3 separate regions of the Zea mays genome follow, and all the other regions are linked to region 2. A link is a contact called in public Hi-C data. All regions are on one chromosome and are shown on one strand. The core of a region is the stretch at or near the end of the contact, and the rest is flanking DNA. Distances in the headings are between cores, read along the strand shown. Region 1 holds the start of LOC103644229 (hepatoma-derived growth factor-related protein 2). Region 2 holds the start of LOC100286088 (transcription regulator). Region 3 holds the start of LOC100275038 (probable tRNA (guanine(26)-N(2))-dimethyltransferase 1).

The links. Hi-C and Micro-C count contacts between places; a contact is called where the count stands out from the background.
Region 1: a contact with region 2 is called in a Hi-C map of tassel, with 2.4 times the contacts expected there. The contact joins the promoter of LOC103644229 here to the promoter of LOC100286088 in region 2. A contact is called at or near these places in 4 of 25 Hi-C or Micro-C datasets (ear, endosperm, leaf and 1 more).
Region 3: a Hi-C map of endosperm shows a contact between it and region 2, with 2.8 times the contacts expected there. The contact joins the promoter of LOC100275038 here to the promoter of LOC100286088 in region 2. A contact is called at or near these places in 4 of 25 Hi-C or Micro-C datasets (endosperm, leaf and root tip).

What each region holds. Positions count from the first base shown.
Region 1 is chr1:298,361,950-298,366,357 of Zm-B73-REFERENCE-NAM-5.0, forward strand. It overlaps LOC103644229 (hepatoma-derived growth factor-related protein 2), which reads right to left and starts at 3,094. Exons shown (of 12, transcript XM_020547017.3): 1 at 2,210-3,094; 2 at 2,055-2,109; 3 at 1,849-1,972; 4 at 1,640-1,763; 5 at 1,490-1,561; 6 at 1,351-1,410; 7 at 917-1,038; 8 at 1-483. The coding sequence starts at 2,881.
Region 2 is chr1:298,117,892-298,122,215 of Zm-B73-REFERENCE-NAM-5.0, forward strand. It overlaps LOC100286088 (transcription regulator), which reads left to right and starts at 1,704. Exons shown (of 1, transcript NM_001158976.3): 1 at 1,704-2,809. The coding sequence starts at 1,884. The coding sequence ends at 2,651.
Region 3 is chr1:297,986,705-297,990,920 of Zm-B73-REFERENCE-NAM-5.0, forward strand. LOC100275038 (probable tRNA (guanine(26)-N(2))-dimethyltransferase 1) reads right to left here and starts at 1,878. Exons shown (of 13, transcript XM_008667422.3): 1 at 1,536-1,878; 2 at 1,253-1,387. The coding sequence starts at 1,357. LOC118471918 (a long non-coding RNA gene) reads left to right here and starts at 4,148. Exons shown (of 7, transcript XR_004855666.1): 1 at 4,148-4,216. It also overlaps the pseudogene LOC103645705.

The DNA of each region.
Region 1 (4,408 bases), core at 1,844-4,343, 250 kb after region 2:
GGAGTTAAATCTTCATTTTGGGATCCTTCCTCACAATCAGCTACATCTTCATCTTCATCTTCGTCTTCGTCTTCGTCTTCATCTTCATATGCTGATTCTTTTTGCTCCCGATGACCAAACTTCAGCCTTTGGATAACATTATTTGTTTCAGCAGCATCCTGTTGTTGAAGCCACTTTTGGTGGAGTTCATTACGCTTCTCGTGATCTACTTCTTTTTCTTCATAACCAGCTGCTATTAGGTCATTGAACACCTCGTTTTCATCGCTTCCATCATCTTCTTCATTGTCCTTAAATCTAGTCATGTCATTGTCACTATCATCCTCTTCCTCAGCTTCATCATCTAGAAAATCCTTTAAGATAGCATCATCTGGACGTGAGTTTCCTCCGATGGCTTGTTGGAGGTGTTCAAGAGTATGTACATCATTATTCTGAGCGCTTGGATCCATGTTCTCTTTATCATTATTTTCTTCGTCTTCTGATGAACTGAAGCATAAAATGCATAGCAACATGAATACTGTATGTGCATACCATACATTAGGCAGAAATGAGCTAACAACAAACAACAACAATACATATCTTTCCTCTGTTAGGTGTGCAAGTTTTTTTGTCAAAAATTCAAAACATAGAAGTCAATTAAGGGCTTCAGAACTGATTTGGGTAGTCAAAGTTGATAATACTAACATAATTCCTTCATTTAGCCATTGAAATTTAATGCCCCTGCCAGGGATAACGATCCTGTTTTCCTATCAATGAAAGGTGTAGGTTCTTCATCCTTTGTTGACCATACAAAAGTCAACACATGGCTAGGTGCAAAATAATGGACTCTGGTGCTGAAACCAATACAAATATACAATAATCCCAATGGTTGTTGTGGAAAATTGAGAATGGATGATACAAGAAAAGTATACACACTTACATTTCATCTGTACTCTCAGTAGGGCTTGAAGAAGGGGGCAGTTGACTCTGATCTACTGAATCGTTATGATTATTACTTGGCTGGGTGTTCTCGTGATTCTCTTGCAATCTATCAGAAAATTCCTGGCAGAATCGAACAATAAATTGTAGTTTGCTAAACAAGATGTTGAATATAGATAAGTATTATGAGCTCCTGATAGAATCAAACAATGAATTGTTATTTGCTAATACAGAAATTTCATCATTGCAAATGTAGTTGCATATGTAGTGTGTTTAAAGTCATTAATCTGCTTAATAAGACCGCGATCACATAATTTATAACATCTCAGATCCCTGCTTGCAATTTACTGCATGATATAGATAAATCATCCTCCTATTCTGCTGTGACAATTTATTTGCTGTAGATGGCAGCAGAATTGGATAAGGGGACAATACCTCATCTGAAGCTTTGGTACCACAGTTATAGAGATATTTCTCCTTGCAACTCAAACCATCCTGCAAGCCAGATTATTATATCAGTAATGTATTATATGGACACCGCAATGCATATTAATCTAGAGAAAGCAATGCTCACCTCATCCTCTTGAACACTATCACACCGATCAAGGCTGTGGCCATTTGCTCCAAGCTCCTTTTCAGCGCCATCCTGCAATTACAACGCCACTTTAAACTCTTTGGACACTGCATAACATAATCAAGACAAATGGATTTAATGAAAACTCACAATCCTCAAGTCTTTATCAAGTGCCACTTCTTTAGACTGAGGCACATCCAATTGCTCAGCCAAATCAACCACTGGCTCCGGAACAGCATCATTGTCATCACTGTCTTCAATAGAAGTATTTGATCTGAAATCCAAAGTAAAGAAAAGCAAACGTTGTTTAAGGTTCCTGATTGTGTGTGGGAAGTGGATTGGGATCAAATTATGGAAACCTCAGAGAGAAAAATCTGTACTTCTTCAGAACCTCCATCTTACGAAGGCGGATCTTCTCCAGGACAGATGAGATGGGCTTGTGAACTGGCTGCACAGTTGGTTTGAACGACGCCTTCCTCGTCTCTACAATGAACAAAAATGAGAACAAAGATAAAATCTCACCATCTAAATTCTACTCGCATGTGCAAATGACGTGTATGTATACCCCGCAGCAGCCTCTGTGACTCGGCATGGATCGAATCAAGCTGCGCCCTCCTTTCCTACACACATGAACCCACAGCACCACACATCAGCAAAACCGGCCAGCAACTGAACTAACCAACGGCCTGACCCAGAACGCAAAAGAGAACGGCCGGTTACCTTCTCAGATCGCTTCTTCTCCCGGGCCGACTCCATGGTCGGTGCCTCCTCTTTCCTCTTCCTCTTGCTCCTCTTCCCCTTTGCCTCCGCCCTCGCCCCCGCACCCGAAGCCACCTCCCCGTCCGCTTCGTCCATGTCGAGACGCTTCTTCGCAGACCTCTGTTCCCTCCGTAGCTCCTCGATGAGGCCGCCGCCCCCCAGTCCGTCGTCGTCGTCGTCGCCCTCACCGTCCCCTTCGGCCGGCGCGCCCAGCGGGTCCCACTGCGCGACGCCGGCGGCCCCGGAGAACAGCGGGTCGAGCCCGTCGTCCTCCTCGTCGCTGTCGTTGTCGGGGGTGACGGTCGGCTGCAGCGGCGGCGACACGGGGGCGGGAGAGGGATGCGGTAGCGGAGTCGGGGCATCCGCATCTGGCGGCGTCGGCGGGTGTGGGGAGGTGTCGCGGGAAGGGAACGCCAGGGTTTCCTCGCCCGGCGTCGCCTCCGCCAGCAGCGGCGGAGGCGGAGGCGACAAAGGCGGAGGCGGGGAGCCGACATGAGGGCTGGTGGTAGTGGCGGTGGTGGCGGTGGCTTGGGAGGAGGATTTCTTGAGACGCTTGAGGCGACGAGGCGGGGACGCGACGGGGGACGGTGGGAGCGCCAGGAGCTCCGCCTCGTCGAACGGCTCCGTGTCCATAGCGCCGCCCGCGTCCTCTCCTCCCGGGATTTCGGCGAGTCGAGGTCGGGGAGCGGCGAGGCGAACGGGAATGAGGATGGGTGGATTGGAAAAGCTGTGACGGTTAGATTTTACTTGAGATGGGAGGAGGGAGCCGTAGGCGCGGGAGAATGTTCGAGTTTTGCAAGGTTCGCGCGAGTTTTTCGGTTTTCCTAGTTTCTCCGGCCTTCTTCTTTCCCCTACTGCGGGCCTGCGGGCTGCGTTTGTGTTTTTAGCGGGATCCGATCAGCCGAGGTCGGCTTGGTGCGGCTTAGTCCTATTGGGCTCGTGAGCCGGTTTGCCAACCGCAACAATAAATTAAATTTAAAACATAAATTATATCACTAGATCCTAAAAATATTTTAAACTATATCTATAATTAAATCCAAAAAAATAAAAAATAAATCAATAATCATAACATATCATTACATGATATGGTTAGAGGTGACAATTGACTCTAAATTTTACATTATAAGATTTAAGAATCGAATCAGATTAAGATCGGGTCTTATTTCTTTCTTTTTTAACTAAAATTTGTTTATGGCCCTACTATTTTGTGAAGAACCATTTGGATCACGATCTATTACCACCCATATATATATGACAGGCTTGCGAGCCGGCTCGGACTCGTTGTTTGAGCGATCCATAGAGGTAGAGCCGTGTCGGGGACCATAATTAGGGGTACCCTCAAGGCTCCTAATTCTCAGCTGGTAACCCCCATCAGCACAAAACTGCAAAGGCCTGATGGACGCGATTAAGTCAGGGATCAGTCCATTCGAGGGATTCGATCACGCCTCGCCCGAGCCTAGCCTCGGACAAGGGCAGCCGACCCCGGAGGATTTCCGTCTCGCCCGAGGCCCCCCTCCAGCGGCGAACATATTCCCGGCTCGCCCGAGCCCCTGTCTTCGCCAAGAAGCAACCCTGACCAAATTGTCGCACCGACCGACCAAATCGCAGGAGCATTTAATGCAAAGGTGGCCTGACACCTTTATCCTGACGCGCGCCCCCCCAGCCGGCAGAGCCGAAGTGACCGCCGTCACTTCGCCGCTCCACTGACCAGCCTGACAGAAGGACAGCGCCGCCTGCGCCACTCCGACTGCGGTGCCACTTGACAGAGTGAGACTGACAGGCAGTCAGGCCCGGCCGAAGGCACCATAGGAAGCTCCGCTCCGCCCGACCCAGGGCTCAGACTCGGGCTAAGCCCCGGAAGACGGCGAACTCCGCTCCGCCCGACCCAGGGCTCGGACTCGGGCTAAGCCCCGGAAGACGGCGAACTCCGCTCCGTCCGACCCAGGGCTCGGACTCGGGCTAATTCCCGGAAGACGGCGAACTCCGCTCCGCCCGACCCAGGGCTCGGACTTGGGCTCAGCCCCGGAAGATGGCGAACTCCGCTCCGCCCGACCCAGGGCTCGGACTTGGGCTCAGCCCCAGAAGACGGCGAACTCCGCTCCACCCGACCCCAGGGCTCGGACTCTGCCCTGGCCTCAGCTGGCGGCCTCCGCCTCGCCC
Region 2 (4,324 bases), core at 454-2,953:
TTACATAAGATCTCTTCATGTTTTCGAGAGAAAAATGATGCAATACTTCCATTCTCCATCTTCTATTAACTTTCTGCAATAGCAAGAAAAAAATAACACCTTAACGTATACTTCCTCCGTTCCAATTTTTAATTTGTTTGACTTTTTACTCTAAGTTTAACTGACTTGTTTTATTAAAAAAATCATAGTTATTGTTAATTTTTACGGTGATATCGTCTACCATATAATATATTTTAAGTCTGATTTAGAATTTTTCAGTTTTTTTTGCAAGAAAATTGAATAAAACAAGCCGGTCAAACTTATCACAAAAAAGTTAAACGAATTATAAATTGGGACAGAGAGAGTATATAGCAATGACGTTGAAATATGAATTGAAGTATTGTCTTACCGGTCAGTTACGAGTTACCAGAGTCCACAGAACATAGAAAATGCAAAGAATGTACGAAACATAGCTAACTAGCCAGGCTGGCTGGCATTAACAGGGGCATTGTTTTTATTATTAATTTTTACTGTGATATTATTTAGCATATAAAATATTTTAAATATGCTTTCACTTTTTTTTAATTTTCTGAAAAAAATTAAATAAGACAAGTGGGTCACAATTGGTAAAAAAATTCAAACGAATTATAAATTAGGATGGATGTAGTACATATTAACTAATAGAACAATAGAATTTGTGATCAGGAATGAAATTCTCGACTAGGAGAACAAACCACCTGGTATAGTTAGTAACATCAACAATATAACTCAATGATAAAGAATTTATGTTAGACACCTTTGACTATGTTACACAGAACTGTACATAGTGAACGTCAGCTCGTCGTTGAAAGCAGAACACGGTAAAACATTTTTTTGAACTGTCGAGTTTAGGAAACAAATATTTTCAACATAAAACAACATGAGTTGCAGCCGTGGGAACGTGGGCTCTCATACTAGAGATCATGGTTTAAATCCCAACATATGCATTTTTTTAATATAATATTTCGTTGACACAAAAGGAATGCTTGCTATGCGCGTAGCATGAGAGGGGACGACATACTAGGAAACTCACGCTTTATAATAGTGATTTCTAGATTAGTAATAGTCCAACTAATCAAATTGTGAACATTTTAGTGTCTAATTCATTTTAAACAAATGTATCTTTGCAACATTTGATAAAAGCTACCATGTAAAAAATTAAAAGAGGTTTGCTCTTATAATCGTAAGAGGATAGATCAATCATTGGCACATCCGTAGTTAACTCCTTATCGATTTTAATCAGGTATAAGAATTTGTATTTTTTAAGTCATAGAGCTCGATATTTAATCAGATTAAAGTTATAATAAATCTACGTTTAAATATTTTATGTTTTACAACGTTGTAATGCATGGATGTATTTTCCTAGTAAATTTGATTAGATAGTTTGATGACCATATATAAAATGAATTGTATTTTTTTTGTTCGAACGGAGGTACTAGTAGTATCTTTTTAGATGGGCTCTAGTGGGTGTCCAACTTGAACCACAAGTATTAGCACTTAGCAGCAGCAGCAGCACACCCAAAGGAAATAAACACGCAACGCAACCCTTAAAAAACGAGTGTCACAATCAGAAGACGGAGCAGCCTCAAATCACACGAAACAAACAAATAAAATCCCCTCTTCCTCGTTTCAATCTCGTTCTGTCACCTGTTTTATATTTGTCGCCTCGCCTCCTCCCCTTCCCCAACCGCAACAAATCAAAACGAGCCGCAATCGCAGCGCAGAGGCAAAGCCGTCCATCTCTCTCAACGCCGCCGCCGCCGCCCCGCCCCGCCCCAGACCCTACCCTCCACCTCCAGTCCCTCGTCCCAGCGCGACCGATTCTCCTCGATCCAGCACTGATCCGGCGGCTTCCCGGCCCGGCCATGGATTTGCTGGCGTCCTTGGCCGCCGAGGAGCGGTGGCTGTTCCCGTTGTTCCTCGCCATGTACGCCGCCATCTACTGCGTGGGCCAGCTCCTCGTGTTCCGGCGGTGGGCGCCGCGGCAGCGGCTGGACGGCGCCAGCTGCCTGATCTCGCTCTTCCACGGCACCCCCGCGGCGCTGGCCGCCGCGGGGGCCATCCTCGCGCTGCCCGCGGGGTCCCGGTCCTTCGCCGCGCCCAACGCGCGCCTCCAGGACCACGTCCTCGACTACAGCGTCGCCTACTTCACCATGGACCTGCTCCACTACCTCGCCTTCCTGCCCGGGGACGTGCTCTTCATCGCGCACCACCTGGCCACGCTCTTCGTCTTCCTCACCTGCCGCTACCTCGTCCGGCACGGCGCATACGCGCTCCTCGTCCTCCTCCTCCTCGCCGAGGTCACCAGCCTGCTGCAGAACGTCTGGACGCTCGCGGGGATCTGGCGGGACCAGTCCCCCGCCGCCGCGCGCGTCTACGGTGCCCTCTCGCCGCCCTTCTACGCGCTCTACACGCTCGTCAGGGGCGTCGCCGGCCCGCTCTTCCTCCTCAAGATGGCCGCCTTCTACCTGTCCGGCCAGGCCGTCGACGTCATCCCGTGGTGGGTGCGGATCTCCTGGATCCTCGTTGTCGGCACCGCCATTGCCGTCAGCAACCTGTGGATTTGGAACCTCTGGAAGGAGCTCGTCAGGGAATGGAAGCAAGCCCCTTCCAAGTCAAAGAAAGACACATAGGCTGCCACCTCATTCTAACCACAGTACCATACCATGTACGGGTGTACGAACCATATGTAGCTTCTTAATCTTTCCAAATACATCCGAGCCAGATGATGCAGACTGATGATATGCTAAAAGCCAATTTCGGATGACAATTGGTGGAGGATGCTTATCTGTAAGATACACCTGTTCATTCATTCTTTGATTGGAAAATCAGGTCCATGTGCCTGAAAGTCTACTTTTACTTAAGAAAGTACTCCCTCGGTTCCAAAAAAAAAAGTGAAATATATAATAATCTGGAACGGAAGAGTACTCCGGATCAAAAGTCAGCATCTCCGCACTCCGTTGGCCCCCTTCTCCCTGTATTGTTGCATATCAAAATTTTGTCGCTCAAATGTCCCCTTTGAAACATAACACCAAAACCAGTCCTAATTAATTGGTTTCTAACAGGCTACTTGCTCTATTTGTAACAATGGGGAACATTAAATTAAATACCATGTCTGTTTACGACAGTGCATCTTAGATGGCATCGTATTGTAATAGTTTTAGTTACTTGGCATACACCTTTGCAAAAGGAACTGGTTAGAGCATCTCAAAGAGACTAGCTAAATAGCTTGTCAAACTAAATTTTTTTAGCTACTTAATAGTAAAATATCTCTCCAACAGGCTAGCCATTTAACTTGACAATCTATCCGGCTCTCTAAATTGACTCCCTCGCTAGCCAAATTTGGCTAGCAAATCTCGCTTGCCAAGCTAACTTACATGTTGGAGAGTTTGTTGGAATGAGATGTTATATATAGAGTTTAATCTTTATAGAGTGACAAATAAAGAGTCAAATAGAGAGTAAAAAAATAAAGAGTCTTTTGGAGATGCTCTTACAGTTGTATATTTGTGCCAACCAACTTGACTTAAGAAAAGTTACTGACCATCGACATGTTGTCATATTGCCACAATATACCTTAAGAGCTCTTCCATACTTATATGGTTTGTGTTCTAGAAACCTGAGTTATTTAAATATTGTCTTCTATTTTGAATTTTTATATGAAGATCAAAGCTCCCACTTAAACTAATTAATATAGAAAGCAGAGAGCAAAATTATTGATCTTAATAAAAAGGTTCATAATTATTCTTTTTCTGTCCAAGTAAAATATGTTCAATGAAGCTTTTGTGGTTTACTAGTGTTTATGAGCCTCACCAAGATAATTGGAAGCAAGATTTTTTTGAGTGAATTAAGGCAGGTCAATACTACTAGTTATGTTCCTTGGTTTGTGGCTGGTGACTTCAATTGGATCTATAGCTCTGAAGACAAAAATAACACTAGCATAAACAAAGCTATGCTAGGTAGATTTAGAAGATTATTTAATGAGGTTGAACTTAAAGAGATTCCTCTTGTAGGCAGGAAATGCATATGCTCTAATGAAAGGGAGGCCCCCACCACCACCATTGTTAAGCTTGACATGTTTTCTGTTCTTCAAGCTAGGAGGATCTTTACCGAGGTTATATTTTGCAAGGTAGTGCTACTAAGCTTTCTAATCACTTGTCCTTTGATTCTTGATATCAAAAATATGTTAGAGGCAAACATAGATTCCACTTTGAAAGTTTTTGAACAAAATGGTCAGCTTTTCATGAAGTGGTTGCCTCTTCTTAGAATCATCTTGTTCAAGTTTCTTGTCCTCTAGAGAGAATTTCCA
Region 3 (4,216 bases), core at 628-3,127, 130 kb before region 2:
AAAGAAAAAGTATGTTTCATAGCTATGTATCTGTTATGTAAAAAATCAGGGAGTTACATCACAAATTTGAAACTGTTATCTTCTTCAATGAAGCCATAATAAATTTTGTAATTTGAAACCATTAGACTTTGTCAGGTGCATAATTTACACACAGAAGCTTGATCTACTGTTAGGAGTTTTTTTTATAGAACACACAAGAGAGCTGTGTATCATTATATTGAGAAGAAGGGGGAAAGACCCCCCAATACAATCGTACACACAAACTAACTATCCTGGATTCCTGGGTCAAACCCCTGGAGGAAAGACAGGCCCTTCGCTCCAGCCAAACTCCACACCAAGACCTCATCCCTAGCATTACTTAGAGCTATATTTAGATTTGAATACCCCTCTTGGAACACACACCTATTTCTATGTTTCCAAAGGACCCAAGCACCAAGAACCACCAAAGAATTAAAACCCTTTTGAAAAAGGCCATCCAGCTTTGAACTCTGAATCCTCCACCACTCTTGTAGGAAATCGTTATGCTGTGGAGCAAAGGCATGGAGACCGAACAGCCGAAGGAGCTCAAACCAAAATTTTCTGACAAAAACACAAGATATCAGGAGATGCTCAATTGTCTCTTCATGCTGATCGCACAGGGACAGGGGACAGCACTCCGGATGAGGCAGCCCTCGCCTCGCAAGCCTGTCCGCAGTCCAATATCTAAGCAATGTGAAACTTACACTGTTCCCACACTATGATAAGCAAATTGGTCGAATGGATAAATTCATTTAGCTGCACGAACTGGTAGAATGAGGTAAACTTGCAGTGAGTAACTTGATCACTGATTGGTTTCCACGGAAACTCAACAGACAGCAAGATATACGCAAACCACAATTCACTGTTTGGTCTCTGTGTAATAGAAAGCTTAACCGCTACCAGTCTATGCGAAGCACTAGCAAATACAAATGAATTGTGATAACAAAATAGTTTTAGAAGGCACAAAGCGCCCCCAATGGTAGAACTAGATAAACTTGAAGCCTGCAGACCCAATCCCACACCGATAAAGACTGATCAGCTGGAAGTCAACAGATCACTACAGTAAATTGCAACAAGCAAAATCGAGAGTGCAGACTGTAAGCTTAATGCAGATAAGGAATCGATAGAACAGCGCCTCCATTTTTTTAAAAAAAGGAAGAAAAAAATTTGAACAGCGCCCCATTTTTGGAAACAGAAAAGAAAAGGAAACACGAAAAATGGAAGACGAACAAACCTGCACGGGATTGTAAAAGACGGCGTTCCTCTTGTGCAAGAGGATCTCTGCCTCTCCCTCCTTCCTGATCTCGTAGTCCTTGAGCTTGTCATCCACTTCCGCCATGTCTCCAAATCCAAAAACCCAGTGGCGGATCTAGTAGAGGGACAAGAAGGGTGGCCAATAATTTTCGCAAAAAAGTTAGAAATTGCTGGGCAGTGGGCATTGGATAGCCAAATAGCTTGAGGAAGTTTGTGAACTCGGTTTCGCACAGCAAACGGGGAAGAGAAGGGGGTGGGAATACCTGCTGGGCGCTCTTGACCGGCGAAGGCCTCGGCACCTGGTGTAGGACTGTAGGGCGACGGCGGAGGCGGGAGCCCAAATATAACCGAATTTTAGAGGGGGGGTTTGCTCTGTCTGGGGCCTGGGCTGAGAAGATGCTGGCGGCGGCGCACGGACGAAACGGATGCGAGGGGAAGGGGAACGTGGGCAAGTATACGTGGTGGCCTGGTGGGGTCGTGGCCCGTGGGGATCCGGGTTGTTTGGCTTGATGTTATTTTTGTATATTTTTTGTAATTATGAGAGCAATTATCATTATTCATTTTTTTGGACTACTACTATAATTCTTCTCTTAGAGCATCTCCATCATATTTCAATACTCCTAATCTCAATCCTTAATTTAAACAAAAAATAAAAAAGAGCACTCCAACAAATCTCTATCGCCTGACCTCATCTTCCCTCATAATTCTCATTTCGTGTAGTGTCTTTCTCATTCCCCCCTCCCCGCAAATTCCATTTCCATTCCCACGTGCATTCCACGCCTAACTAAAAGCTATACTACCTATTAAGACTGTAAGGGGTAGGCTGCCTCCCCTGGTTCTGCCTTCGATGAATCTGCATCGTCCACTCGCTTCCGTAAATCTACACCGTCCGCCCGCCCACGCCCACGTTCGTCATCCGCCTCCCCCACCCCCACCCCGCGTGAACCGCCGCCGCCCCGCCTCCCCACTCCAGTCCGCCTCTCTCCCGCGGATCGTTCACCTCCAATCCATTCCGAGGATCTCATCAGCACGCTCTCCGGCGCGGCGGCGGCCCTTCCTCCGAGACTAGGAGCTCGCCGCCGGAGTCATCCCCTTCCCCAATCCCTGCGACGCGTTCGGCCGGTCCGTGCGGGAGGAGGACGACGAGGAGGCGCTGCGCTGGGCGGCCATCGAGAAGTTGCCCACCTACGACCGCATGCGCAAGGGCATCCTCACGGGGGCCGCGGCCGGCGTCGAGGAGGTGGACATCCAGGGGCTCGGCATGCAGGAGCGCAAGAACCACATCGAGCGCCTCGTGCGCATCGCCGAGGAGGACAACGAGCGCTTCCTGCTCAAGCTCCGCGACCGCATGGAGCGGTGAGTAAAAGAAAGAAAAAAAAAGTTCAGTTCTTATTTGAATCCTTGGTCACCGGTGTAGTGAAGAGAAATTCAGAAAGCGATTGTAAATTGACCTGCAGGGTTGGGATCGATAGTCCGACGATAGAGGTGCGTTTTGAGAACCTGAACATCGACGCCGAGGCCTACGTCGGCAACCGAGGTGTCCCCACGATGACCAACTTCTTCTCCAACAAAGTCATGGTATGCATCTCATCTGCAGCAGCGGGCACCCCTCCATGCTTCCTAGGCAGCCACGGAGAAGGAATTCCTTCGGCTTCTAACTCTCGTGAGCTGCTCCCATCATAGGATGTATTAAATGCTATGCACATCGTCTCTAGCGGGAAGAGGTCTGTCTCCATTCTTCACGATATCAGTGGGGTCATAAGACCCGGCAGGTAAGAAGCCAAAGAATTTTAAAGTGCAAGGTTTTCAGTTTTTCTGTAGTTGTACTTACTAACTGGCACTTCGTTCAGAATGTCCTTGCTGCTTGGACCTCCTGGATCCGGGAAAACAAGCCTACTTCTGGCTTTGGCAGGGAAACTTGACTCCAATCTGAAGGTATCACATCTTGCGATAATTTCTTGATTGTGAACTTCTGAATTCTAGGCAAAAAGGGTATATATTGGGAGAGAGAGATAGTTGTAAACTGTACTGAATAGGTGAACTTGCAATGGTAATTTTCAGGTGTCAGGAAGAGTGACTTACAATGGTCATGGCATGGATGAATTTGTCCCTCAGAGGACATCGGCATACATCGGGTAGCACGATGTTCACGTCGGCGAAATGACGGTCCGAGAAACACTTGCCTTCTCTGCAAGATGTCAAGGAGTCGGAACGCGTTATGGTATGTAAACACAGACATTGGAAAGGAACACAGATAATTATTCACCTTCGGTGAAGTGAACCTGATGGTGTTTTCAAATTACGCAGACATGCTTACTGAGCTTTCAAGAAGGGAGAAAGAAGCCAACATTAAACCAGATCCTGATGTTGATGTTTACATGAAGGTAAAATTCCATTTAATTCTAACCAAATCATGTGTTTACATTGGAAGTGACAAAGGTTACTCAAAGTTATTTGTGCTTCTGTGCAAACAGGCTATCTCCGTGGAAGGTCAGGAGAGCGTGGTAACAGATTACATCCTCAAGGTAAGTAAAAATATACTGCAGAAAAAGAAAATACGAGAAATGGATATATATGCCCCTAACAGTAATTGTATTTCTTTTGCAGATTCTGGGTCTGGAGATCTGTGTGGATACAATGGTTGGAGACTCTATGATCAGAGGTATCTCAGGAGGACAAAAGAAGCGTGTCACAACCGGTATATGCAATCTGCAGTTAAATTAAGATGTGCATCATACTCTTTGGCACTGCTCGAAAAAAAATCTGATTTCATGTCTTGTTGAATTTTCACAGGCGAGATGCTTGTTGGTCCAGCTAAGGCGCTATTCTATTCTTTATCTTTACTACTACATAAGATGCTATAGAGGGCGTCCACATCTTCTTTTGGTGAAGCACGCTCCGCCCCCGCCCCTGCCCCGTCCGCCCGCGCCGTCAATGGAAGGTC